2 separate regions of the Sus scrofa genome follow, and region 1 is linked to region 2. Evidence: chromatin contacts called from public Hi-C data. All regions are on one chromosome and are shown on one strand. Each heading gives the region's core, a stretch centred on a gene start, on an enhancer-like site or on the middle of the called end of the contact. The rest is flanking DNA. Distances are from core to core; before and after follow the strand shown.

Evidence for each region. A called contact is a pair of places that touch in the nucleus more often than the background predicts.
Region 1: a contact with region 2 is called in a Hi-C map of liver, with 1.8 times the contacts expected there. The contact joins two enhancer-like sites. A contact is called at or near these places in 8 of 47 Hi-C or Micro-C datasets (brain, embryonic fibroblasts, fetal heart ventricle and 3 more).

What each region holds. Positions count from the first base shown.
Region 1 is chr16:34,089,945-34,096,253 of Sscrofa11.1, reverse strand. It overlaps LOC100737060 (chondroitin sulfate proteoglycan 4-like), which reads left to right. Exons shown (of 13, transcript XR_002339749.1): 4 at 1,261-1,731; 5 at 5,781-5,957. Among named protein-coding and RNA genes, the nearest start is that of ESM1, 100 kb to the left of the region's middle. Within about 2 kb of position 4,448, at least 6 of the 83 cell types and tissues checked have an H3K27ac peak or open chromatin away from gene starts, as enhancers often do. A contact at or near this core is called in liver, where this site is marked.
Region 2 is chr16:33,986,692-33,992,954 of Sscrofa11.1, reverse strand. The region is part of intron 12 of LOC100737060 (chondroitin sulfate proteoglycan 4-like); the gene reads left to right. Among named protein-coding and RNA genes, the nearest start is that of ESM1, 200 kb to the left of the region's middle. Within about 2 kb of position 1,709, at least 33 of the 83 cell types and tissues checked have an H3K27ac peak or open chromatin away from gene starts, as enhancers often do. A contact at or near this core is called in liver, where this site is marked.

The sequences.
Region 1 (6,309 bases), core at 3,199-5,698, 100 kb before region 2:
GTATTTGGAATGACTTTTAAAAAGTGTAGATGCCATTGAGAAGAAAATGGCATGATTTCATTATTTTGATTCTGCTAAATGTTCTATAGTTGGAAATGGAATATAAATAATCCTAAGCCTCATTTTCAAGCTGTGTGCGCATGTTCACATGAGTATGCATGTATGTTTAGTATAGGATGACCTGGGAAGTAGGAGGAAATGTATATATTGTAAATGAAGAGGTTGTTACTATTATCATTTTTCACTGCCGATACTTCATTTGATATGAGTTACATTAGTAATATGATGAAGCAGGGTATAAAAATGTAGAGTAACTTAACAAGTACAAAAAGGATTCCTAAAACAGCATAGGAGAGGATATTAGTTTATTTCCTTGGCTCTTTAGTTTTCTTGAAATCGATGGATTAGCATTGGTTTGGACCAGTGGAATGCCAAGGGCGAGACTTCACACCAGCAGCTGCCTGGTTTCCTGAGGCTCCTACATGGAAGCTCCCAGCAGCCCAGCCCTGCTGAACAGAGTTAGGAGAGTGAGTAATACTGTACAGGATGGGTAAACTGTGATTTATGACAACTGGCCACAAATGCAGGCTATTCTGAACCCACCCTCAAAACTGCAAACAAGTTTGCTTGCTTGCTAAATGCAGTCGAAGACATCAAGTAGAAATCAACTCAAATAAGAAACAGTTGACTGCATAATGAGTTTTGACTAAGAATATGCGACCCACCAGATTTTCTCAGTTCTTTTACAGGATCTTAGTATTTAAGTTTCACCACAAGGGGGCGTATATAGTTCAGTGACTATAAATCAGTAACAGTGACAGCTTTGAGATGGATTTTGCAGATTTAAAAAATGTGTATTGAAAATGCTGAACTAGTTTAAAAATAAACTTTCTTCTAAAGTCTTTCAGTTTTAGTCATTCAGCTGTTACTTATTCCACCATCTTTTATTCCTTCTCTTTATACCATTTTCTTTCTTTCAGCTCAACTTCCTGAGTCCTGGGTTTCTTGCCACTGTGAACAATGCCTTGTTAATACACGATTAGCTATTCAAATGCTTATTTTTCTTTTCAACCAGGGCTAAAATATTGGCATGGTCACCAGGACAAGACCAGCTTAAACTGTGTTATCAACCTGGATTTTGACCTAAGCCATTTGTAGACACTAATAGAAAAAAATTTGGTTCATCAAGGGTCTTAACTCTTGCATATATTAATGCGTTTTTTTCTTTTTGTGTCTTTGTGTTGTGAATATGAACTCAAGGCTGTACACGAAGGTAACTTTCCTTCAGAGGCAACATTCATCGTTAAAGCTCTGCCAAAGCATGGATACCTCCGAAGATCTTTGTCAGAAGAAGGTAGCTTAGGTGCAAATGAAAAGTCCCCTTTGACTTTTACACAACAGGACATTAATGATGGTTATATCCATTATGTACAGACAGCTCCTGACCAACAGCTGGACCGTTTTTTACTGGATGTGGTGAATGGCTTCCAAGCTGTGAGTAGAGTTGAGATCTTGGTGGATATCATTCCTAAGTGGATTCCTTTGGAGGTACAAAATTTTACAGTCCAGGAAGGTGGTTCCAAAGCCCTTCTGGAAGACCACTTCAAAATTCCAAGCAAACATTTCGAGAGACTTGACTGTGAATTTGTTCTACTCAAACCACCAAAACACGGTTATATTGAAAATTCTCATTTTCCAAGAGTAGAGCTAATGAAATTTACCAGGAAACAGGTAATAACTTCAGTTAATATATTTGAGTGTGTTGGTTAAGAGAAGAAAACTTGGCTCTTGATCATTTAGATTCATGGACTTGTGGGAGTGATGGGACTTTAGAAGGTATCTGGTCAAATCTCCTAACACATAGGGAAGCCCTTCCATTGTAACCTCATAGAGAGGTCATCCAGCCATTGCTTAAATATCTTCAGTGATGGAGAACTCACTACTTCCAGAGATGGGCCCTTCTGGTTAAAAACACTTCAATTGATAGAAAGTTCTCTATGCTGAGCTGCCATTTAGAAACTAGGTCCTGGCTTTAGTAGCTCACAGAACAAATTGCTCCCCCTCTGATAAAAGCTCTTTAGGAGTTCCCATCGTGGCACAGTGGTTAACGAATCCAACTAGGAACCATGAGGTTGTGGGTTCAATTCCTGGCCTTGCTCAGCAGGTTAAGGATCCGGCGTTGCCGTGAGCTGTGGTGTAGGTTGCAGACGCGGCTCGGATCCTGCGTTGCTGTGGCTCTGGTATAGGCCGGTGGCTACAGCTCCGATTAGACCCCTAGCCTGGGAACCTCCATATGCTATAGGAAGCGGCCCAAGAAACGGCAAAAAGACAAAAAAAACAAAAGCAAACGAAAAAAAAACCTCTTTAAATATTGAAAGAAAAAAAAATATCAAATTCCCTTAAATTTTAACTTCTTTATGTTAACCAACTCTTGTTTTCCCAACTTTTGCTTATATGTGCGGGTCTCTAGCCCTTGCATGGTCCTGGCTGCTCAATTCTAGAAGAGCTTCACACTGTCTCTCCCTCTCAAAGTATAACACTCACGGAGCTAACACAGCATGCCATCTCTTAATCATAGTTTTCCTCTCAAAGGCTGGACAGACCATCCAAGATCACCACTTGCTCTCGTGTAAGTAGAATTTAAATCTGTTCACCTTGTGACTCTGGGTGAGAGACTGAGCACTAAATTTTGGTTCTGTCTTGGCCAATTCATTATTTTGTTTTGTTTTGTTTTGGGGCCTCACTCGTGGGCATGTGGAGGTTCCTAGGTTAGGGGTCAAATCAGAGCTGCAGCTGCTGACGCCAGAGCCATAAGCAATGCAGGATCCGAGCCACATCTGCAACCTACACCACAGCTCATGGAAACGTCAGATCCTTAACCCATTGAGCAAGGCCAGGGACCGAATCTTCGTCCTCCTGGATGCTAGTCAGATTCGTTAACCGCTGAGCCGCAACGGGAACTCCTTGGCCAATTCATTATGGATTGTGCTTTGTAAGAAGTGTTTTTTTAAGCATGGTTGGTTGAAGTCTGTGTTGAGTTCGTGTGTTCTTGTAGCACCCATGTTATCCTTGTTCACGGTCAAGTTTGTGTTCCTACTCTTTCAGGTGAGCCCTTCCTGTTTTATCTTGCTTTATGACTCCCGAGGTCTCTAGGTTTTGAGACATGATCATTTTCGCTAAGAACCTCACAACTTGTGGTTATAGCCTATAGTGACTCAAAGAAGGAGAGTCCTGACCATTTTTGCCCTTCATTCATTCAGCTATAGTTTTTGAGTGTCCATTATGTGTCTGGTATATTAGTTCTGAGTACTGGGGATAAAGCAGGGAGCTAACCCAGCAATAATCCCTGTCCTTATGGATCTTTTTTTCCTAGTGGGGGAAAGATGGGGGCAGAGAGAGAGAATAAATGAAAGAAGTGAATTTGTAGAGATAAAGTAGTTGAATGAAGATTAGTGGTATGGAGAAAGTAAAGCAGGAAAAGGAGATAGGAAGTGCTGAGAACTTGACGTGTGTGTGTGTGTGTGTGTGTGTGTGTGTGTGTGTGTGTGTGTGTGTTGAAGTTCAGTTTCAAATATGGTGTGGTGGTTGGAGGGAGGGTGTTGAGCAGACCCCTGGAGTAGGTGATGGATGGCGAGCTCAGTGGATATGGAGAAGGAAGCTCATTCAGGCCAAGGGAAGAACAAGCGAACAGCTCTGTGAGGGGAGCAGGAGAAACTCCGTCTGGCTGGAGCTGCTCATATGGGGTGGGGAGGTGGGGGCAGTAGATGAGGTTAGGGAGGTCCAGTTTGGAAGGCTTTTGACTTTACCTTTGCCCCAGAGTGTGATGGGAAGCAATGGGAGAGGGAGGATTCGAGCAGAGAAGGGACCTGACAGTCCCTGCACATGTTCGTGAGAGGACCAAACACTCTTTAATATTTTAAGATTTTCTGCAAGTTTGTCATATACTTTAGATTCAGGTCAGCAGGTGTTTTTCTGGTGTTAGAACTAGGAATGGACAAATCCCCACCAAACCCTCTTGCTTCCTTTAGACTAATACCTACTGGCTGACATTTTAAATGGTACTCTGGGGGAGTACTACTCCATTGAGGAAATGACAGGACGTATTTCTTCTGAAAAGGTGACTTCTATTTAAATGCTCTCTTCCTAAAGCATACTAGATTAAAAATTCTCCTGCTCTGTGATAAATGCCATCTTCCACATTTGCTTTCAAATAGCTTGAAGCAGTGTGTTCTAGGAGCAAGTGGTCAGGCTGATGGTCTGGAGTTCCTCTTCCCATTGAACTCCAAAGAAATTCTCATGCACCTGTGTACAAGTGGCCACAACTTTCTCTTGAGACTGTTCATGAACTTTTCAACTCTTGTCAGAAACACCTCTGAAAGATCAAAAGTCTTTGCTCAAAGGAAATGCGCCACAGGACTGGGCAAAGTTGAACTGTGAAAAATGTTGGCTGTATTTTATCAAAACAAACACAACCCCAGAGGCTTTTTTAGAAGTTCAACTACTTCTCTTGGGCTTTGGAAGTACTCTGCTGTTGTATTTTTGGGTCACAGATTCACTGAAGCCAAGTTCCCTTCTAGCTTTAAAATTCTCCTGGTCTTTCTGATTTTGATCCTGAAAAGCTCGTCAACTTTTCCCTCAGAGCCTTAAAGGCAAGGAAGGCATTCTGATCAAATCTGTGGCTATTGCAAATCCAAGAGGAATAACTGATTCATTGGATGACCATTTTAGAATGAAAATTAGATGAAATTTACCAGGGATAAAAATAAACATTTGCATAGTGGTTATCACATTGAGAGAAATCTTGCTTGATAGACTAAGTTGGATACAATCATTACACTTTGTCCTCGGGAGGTATATAGTAGCTAGTTATGGGTAACATCTGTTAAGACATGCACCAAAAAATGATTGTATTCTGAAGCAGGAGAGGAGGTGGCAAGTGTAACCGTGCATACAAAGAACAGTTAAGGGAAAAATGCAAGCTTAGTTCAGAAAGGACTAGTTTGAGGAAACTTAATTAGTTGCCCTGATCCATATGTCTCCAAAGAGCAGAAATTCATCCAGTGCATGGAAACTTAAGAGCCTAAATCCAACATTCTGAATTGTCCAACAAAATAATCTACAACCTCAAAAATTCACCTCTCTAAAGAAACAAGTAGAGTCTCAATTTTAATGGGTGTTGTTAAAACCCATTGGAATAAAGGGTGGAGCATGTCACTTAACACATTTTAATGTTAGAAATACCTTTTGAATTCAAATTTTCTGGTAACCAGTCCAGCATTTTCTTTACTCCTCCACATTGCTCCATTACTTTGTTCTTCATTAAACTTATTTCTGGCATGCAGCACCGCTTCATAATTTGCACTCTGATTGTCAGAATCAAACTTCCTGAAATGAACACGTGCTTCTGTGTTTTAGAGTGATATTAAAAAATCAAGATTTTGGAGTTCCCGTCGTGGCTCAGTGGTTAATGAATCCGACTAGGAACCATGAGGTTGCAGGTTCGATCCCTGGCCTTGCTCAGTGGGTTAAGGATCCGGCACTGCCGTGAGCTGTGGTGTAGGTTGCAGACACGGCTCGGATCCTGTGTTGCTGTGGCTCTGGTGTAGGCCGGTGGCTATAGCTCCGATGATTCGACCCCTAGCCTGGGAACGTCCATATACTGCTGGAGCAGCCCAAGAAATGGCAAAAAAAAAAAAATCAAGATTTCTTTCATAGCATTTTTTTTCATATTTTAAGATTGCATTTCAGTGATTTGGTCATTTTGATGTTGTTGGTTACAGGTGGAAAATGGATTGATTTCCTATGTTCATGATGATAGTGAGGACCTTCTTGACAGTTTTACCATCTTTGCAAATAGCTCAGAGCTCGGAAAACAGAGTGTGCCCCAAACTCTTTTTGTGACTGTCAAGTCAGTAAATGATGAGGCTCCAGTAATTACAGCTAATAAAATCCTTCAGGTAAGTGCTCCATGCTTTCAGATTTATCCTGCTAACATAGAGCCACCAATTTGATTTTCTTCTGTGTTGTTTCTAATGTTAAATAATAAGATATATGAATATCTTATATATATATTTGTAATATATCTTTGATAAGTATATTTATATTTAATTTGTTTATTTAATGTATATTTATATATAGAATGTTAAATAATAAGATATACAAGTATCTTGTATTTATATAAAATATATATAAAATATATATTATATGATAAAAATATATTTATATATAATATAAAAATATATTTATATAAAATATATATTATATGATAAAATATACATTATATATTAAATTTATATGTTTAATATATGT
Region 2 (6,263 bases), core at 460-2,959:
GTTAAGGATCTGGCATTGCCGTGAGCTGTGGTGTAGGTTGCAGACATGGCTTGGATCCCAAGTTGCTGTGGCTGTGGCATAGGCCAGCGGCTACAGCTCTGATTAGACCCCTAGCCTGGGAACCTCCGTATGCTGTGGGTGCGGCCCTAGAAAAGACAAAAAAAAAAAAATAATAATAATAATAATACTGAGCATTGCCATGTGCCAGGCTCTGTTCTAAACACTGTACACATGTAACTCATTGAATCCTAACAACCCAGTGAAGTGGATGTTATCATCAACCCATTCTACAGGTGAGAAGAATTAGGTGCAGAGTGATTAAGCAAGGTCCAACACCAGGTAAGTGGTGAAGCCGGGACTCAAATCCCACTGATAACAGGGTCCTGCAAGGAGGCATCAAAGGACAAGTATTACCCACTCACTTGCTCAGAAAGCACTTACAAAGCACTTACTGTTGCTAAGTGCTGGGGGGACAAGGATGAACTGAACCCAGTCCCTGCCCTCCTGAGCCTAACAGTATGGTTAGGGGAAAGTGGTGCTTAAATAGACACTAAAATACAGTATGACAAATTGTGGGGATGTAACCCAGCTCTTGGATATCAGGGAAGGTTTTTCCAGGGAAAAGATGGAGAATAAACAGAATTCTCAAGGAGGTGTGTGGTTGGCTTACCAGTGGGGATAAAGGGAAAGGAATAAAAGCCCCCATCCACAGGCTGACAAAGCAACACAGCTGCAGCTGGAGAGGGAAGCATGGTGGGAAAAGTCCAGAACCCAACCGTTCTTTAATAAGATTAGACATTGGAAGTTCCAACCCAGCTAGTAGCTCAAAGGCCACCGAGGGTGACAGGAAGCCTGGTTTATAGGCAAAGATTTTCTCTTTAACTGATTCCAGACAGGCATCTGAGCCTCTTCCCAACTAGGCCTTAGCCTTGGCCTAAAAGACTTGGACAGACACACGTGATTTCTAACATCTTAGGGCCATACCTGCAGGTGACCCTCACTGCCGTTAAAGAGCCTATTTGAGAAAACTCAAGAATTTACTGTTTGTTCCAGCCAGCACATGAAGATAGGCCCCAACCACCCCCTTTTTAGAGCATTTACTAAAAAGGGATTGCAGTTGTGAACTCTTCCTCTGTCTCTTTGAGGTGTACATGTATCCCTCACAACCCAGGAGTGTCTTTCTCAAGGACCTGAAAGCCACCCTGGAAACGTAATTCTCAGGAAGAATAGGGCCTCTGTCTCCCAGTCTTTGCGGGAGGAGAGAATTCTAACTTCGATAACTGGCAGCTAACAGATACTGCTGGTCTAATTGTATTTATACCAACCAAGCATTTGTAGTTTTCACTTCCCTGATTCTACCTAGCGCTCCCCCACCCCACCCCAACACCCTGGTCCATCACCCCCCACTCCTGCTCCTCACCACCTCATTTTCCCCTTAAAACATCTAGTCACCTCTGTACAATCAAAGTTGAGTTCAGTTCACTCATGCTCTCTTTTCCCTATTGCAATAGTATATTACTGATTAAAATTTGTCCTTTCCTCTTTAACTAGTATCCAGCATTGGTGATCTTTGACAATGCTCAGAGCAAAACCAGATGAGGAACCACTGAACTCACTGGAGGCAGAATTATTTCAGCTTGTGTCTGACCACATACAGTGTGAGTATGTGTTCACACACACCCTGAGGCCTGAGGTTCAGAATCCCACGCACACTGGGCATTCACAAAGTTCATTCAACCTCCTTGGCCTGACGTTATACCTCCATGTAGAACAAGAAACCGCTGACTCACTGAAAACAGAGCGCATTTATAAACAGGAAGAGAGTGTGACCACAGACATTCAGTATCTGATAGCAATTGCTGAATGTGGCAAAAAAAAAAAAAAAGTTTGAAGTAAAAATCTATTCCACTAAATTAGAACTCTCTAGCTCATGAAAATACAATCCTACTATTGATAATTTATTAAATATTTAAATGTAGGGAGTTCTTATTTGTTCAGACCAAGCCGGTGAGTCAGGAAGCCTGCAAATATTGATTGACTCCCTTGGAGCATGTGGTTTTCCCTTTTTTCATTTTCCTCCCTCTCCAAGCAGAGCAAAAAGGCTCCCATAGTTCATACAGAAAGAATTTGTTTTCTCCTGAGCTCTGACAGCCTGCACTTCAGGCCAGGGCTCTGTGATACTCCACACTCTCCACTAGGAGGGCCCCCAGAGAAGATGCACAAATATTGGCACTTAAAACCTGCCAAGCAGTGACACCTACACAGCACTGAGGCTGGCGATGCAGTTAAAATGGAGACGTGATGGGAACAAGCACAGGAGAATATGTCAAAGGACTTGTGCTTTTCCTACTCAGAGCAGCACGGGAGCTGCTCATTTTCCCTCTCGTTCATGGGGAGGGTTGCTTTCGAGCAAACTGATCCAAGAAGGTTGAATCCAGTGGCCAAGGAAAGAACCAGGTGATTATCTCCAAAAAGTCTTCTAGGAATTGACACAATGGCCACATTTGTCCTCAGGGCAAGTGTACCCGAGTCATGTTTGGAATCTCTCCACTTCTTGTCTGTGACATCATGTTAGGGATAATAATAGCACAGTACCTGGCACATATGAAATTATAGGGAGTAGCTAAGTGCTCTATGTGCACAGTTTTGCTTAATCTTCACAATTACCACATGGGATAAGTACTGGCAACCCTGTTGGGTAAATCAATAACAACATCTCCAGTGCACCAGTGAGCGGCCACGTCAGGATTCTGGCCCAGGCGTGCTGGTTTCATAGCACAGCCATTTGTCTAATTTATTGCTGAAGTTTTAAAGCAGGATGTGTCCCTTACTCAGACTTAATTAGAAACCCTGATCTTCAAATATTACCTACAAAGAAAACCTTATTTATTGACTCTTCAGCCTCACACAGAGCAGACTGCACTGATTCTCTATTATTTACAAAGAAAATGCTGTGTTGGAATTCTCAAGTAGTAGTGGGATGTCCAAGTGCCTGGACAACCTATTAATATTGGCATTAATAATAATTAACATTTATGGAATATTTATTGTGTTATTATTGGCTCCATTTTACAGATGAGGAGTCTTGAGGCTCAGAAAGGCTAAGCAGGATTTTAGTGCAAGCAGGCTGACGTCAGAGCCCCTGCTCTCATCTGTTATGCTACATGGTGAAAGAGTTATGCCTGGAACACCAGGGTTATATTTATAAAAGGAGCAGGTGGCTACCAGTATTTCATCAAATCCTGAAGAAAAGGCTCCTTGAGCAATGACAATTACCGCAGACTTAGATTGGAGTTGCCAGAAGCAGACCCTGACACAGGTCTCTGCACAAGCGATTATAACCGAAGTGCTCCCACAGCAAGTCCAGTGAGTTGAAACAGCTCAGCGGTTAACAAACAACTAGGATCCATGAGGATGTAGGTTCAATCCCTGGCCTCGCTCAGTGGGTTAAGGATCCGGCGTTGCTGTGAGCTGTGGTGTAGGTGGTAGACACAGCTCAGGCCCTGCGTTGCTGTGGTTGTGGTATAGGCCAGCAGCTGCAGCTCTGATTCGATCCCTAGCCAGGAAACTTTGATATGCCTCAGGTGTGGCCCTAAAAAAAAAAAAAAAAAAAAAAAAAGGGTGGGGGGAATAGGACAAGAAGGAAGAGGAAGCCCAGCATCCAGCAAGTGTGCTGTCAGGTGAAGTCCTGAAGAGGGGAGCCTCCTTGGAACTGGAACAGGACTGTTATGGATTATGTGTGTGTGTGGCACTGTGGGGCTATGCCATCTACTTATTATCAGGACTTAGCTCTGGCGAGTCACAGCAAACTTCATCTCCCAGAAACAACATAAAAGTCTCTCTCTTATAAACAAAGCCTAAAGATAAGCAATCTGGGACTGTAGAGTGCTATAGCAAGGGCTGGCAAACCATGCCTCCACCAGCGCTGGACTATTGCCTGTGCTTATATAGCCCATGCACTAAGAATTGCTTTTATATTTTTAAATGGTTGACAAAACCACTTAATAAGAAAAGTATACTGAAGAGAGTTCCCGTCATGGTTCAGTGGAAATGAATCTGACTAGCATCCACGAGGACGCAGGTTTGATCCCTGGCCTCGCTCAGTGGGTTTAGGACCCAGTGTTGCCGTGAGCTGTGGTGCAGGTCGTAGATGCAGCTCTGATACTGCGTTGCTGTGGCTGTGGTGCAGGCCAGTGGCTACAGCTCCGATTCGACCCCCTGGCCTGGGAACCTCCATATGTCGAGGGTGTGGCCCTAAAAAGACAAAAAAAAAGTATGCTGGAGTTCTCTTGTGGCACAATGGGTTAAGGATCTGGCGGTGTCACTGCAATGGCTTGGTTCACTGCTGCAGCATGGGTTCAGTTCTTGGCCCAGGAACTTCCACATGCCATGGGTGTGGCCTTCCTCCCCCCAAAAAAGAGTAAACTATTTTGTGACATGAAAATTATGATTCAATTTCAGTGCCTATAAATAAAGTTTTATTGGAACTTATATTGCCACATATTGGATCTCATTCATTGCATATTATCTATGGCCATTTTCACTCTGTTCGATAAATATGGCCATAAGGACTACTTGTGACAGAGACCGTAGGTGTACAAAGCTGAAAATATTTACTATCTGTCCCTGTTCAGAAAACAAAACAAAACACTACAACATCAAGGAATTAGGATTCTTCTATTTTGTTGCTCTGCCATCCTCAACATATGTTATCACTGCATGGCCTGAGATGGCTGCTAAAGCTCCAACCACTGTGTCTGCTTTCCAGGCAAAAAAGAACAAAAGAGAGTTCATTTTCTCCCTTTAAGAAAACTTCTTGGAATCACACTCTTCATTTCTGCTTTATCTGGCTGGAAGTTAGTCTCCTCACTATACCTAGCTATAAAACATTATTCCAATAGGCTATGAAAAAAAAATAGTATTTCATTATAGAGGAAAATATGTATCAGGAGACAATTGGCAATTATACCTCATGTGGTTACGACATTTTGAAACAAGGGATTTTGAAAGAGTAGTATATAATTATATAAGGTACAAAGAACCCCAAATTGCTCTAACTTTATACATTTAAATAATTCTTGTTTCCATTCCAATGTTCATTTCCCTTGGGCCTTAAGAAGAATAAAAATTAATTAAGTACTCTATTTTCCTTTCTTCTAACTAGGTCTTTATTCCTAAAAGAATGTGTCCTTCTCAGGAACTTTCTTTTATTTATTGTGAAAGTAATGTATCCTCAGGAAAGAAAACACGAGGGCTCTTTGGAGAAATGACTGAAACCAAGTCTAGAACAGAAATTATACAGGATGAGCCTACAACATCTTTCCATACCAGAAAGCAAGCAAAGATTTCTCAGGCCACAACAGAGGAATCCAGGAGCCAAGTCGAAATGTTCCCAGTGACAAGAAAGGGAATAATTTGAGCATCAACAAGAATATCTGAAACATGGAAGATAATATGAGAAAAAGAATGCATATATATATGTATGTATGTATGACTGGGTTGACACAACATTGTAAATCAACTATATTTTAATAAAATTTTTTAAAAAGAATATCTGAAGCAGATTAAAGCATATAGAATATGTCAAAAACTATGAGATCATAATGAAAAAACCCTCATTTCATAAACGACAGCAACATCTCAGATCCACCTCTTAGAGTAATGACAAACAAATGTAAAAACAAATATAAAAAATGGGACTTAATTAAACTTAGAAGTTTCTGCACAGCAAAGGAAACCCTAAACAAAATGAAAAGACAACCCACAGAATGGGAGAAAATCTTTGCAAATGAATCAACTTACAAGGAATTCATCTCCACAATTTATAAACACCTTCTGCAGCTCAATACCAAAAAAAAAAAAAAAAACAAAAAACCCATCAAAAAATGGGCAGAAGATCTAAACAGACAATTCTCCAAAAAAGACATATGGAGGGCCAAAAAACACATGAAAAGATGTCCAACATCACTCATTATTAGAGAGATGCAAATAAAAACCACTAGGAGGTACCACCTTATACCAGCCAGAATGGCCATCATCAAAAAGTCTACAAACAATAAGTGCTGGACAGAGTGTGGAGAAAAGGGAACCCTATTACACTGTTGGTAGGATTGTAAATTGGTGCGACCACTGTGGAAAACAGTATGGAGACACCTCAGAAAACTAAACATAGAACTACCATTTGATCCAGCAATCCCACTCCTGGGCATCTATCCAGAGAAAACCATGACTCGCAAAGACACATGTACTCCGATGTTCATTGC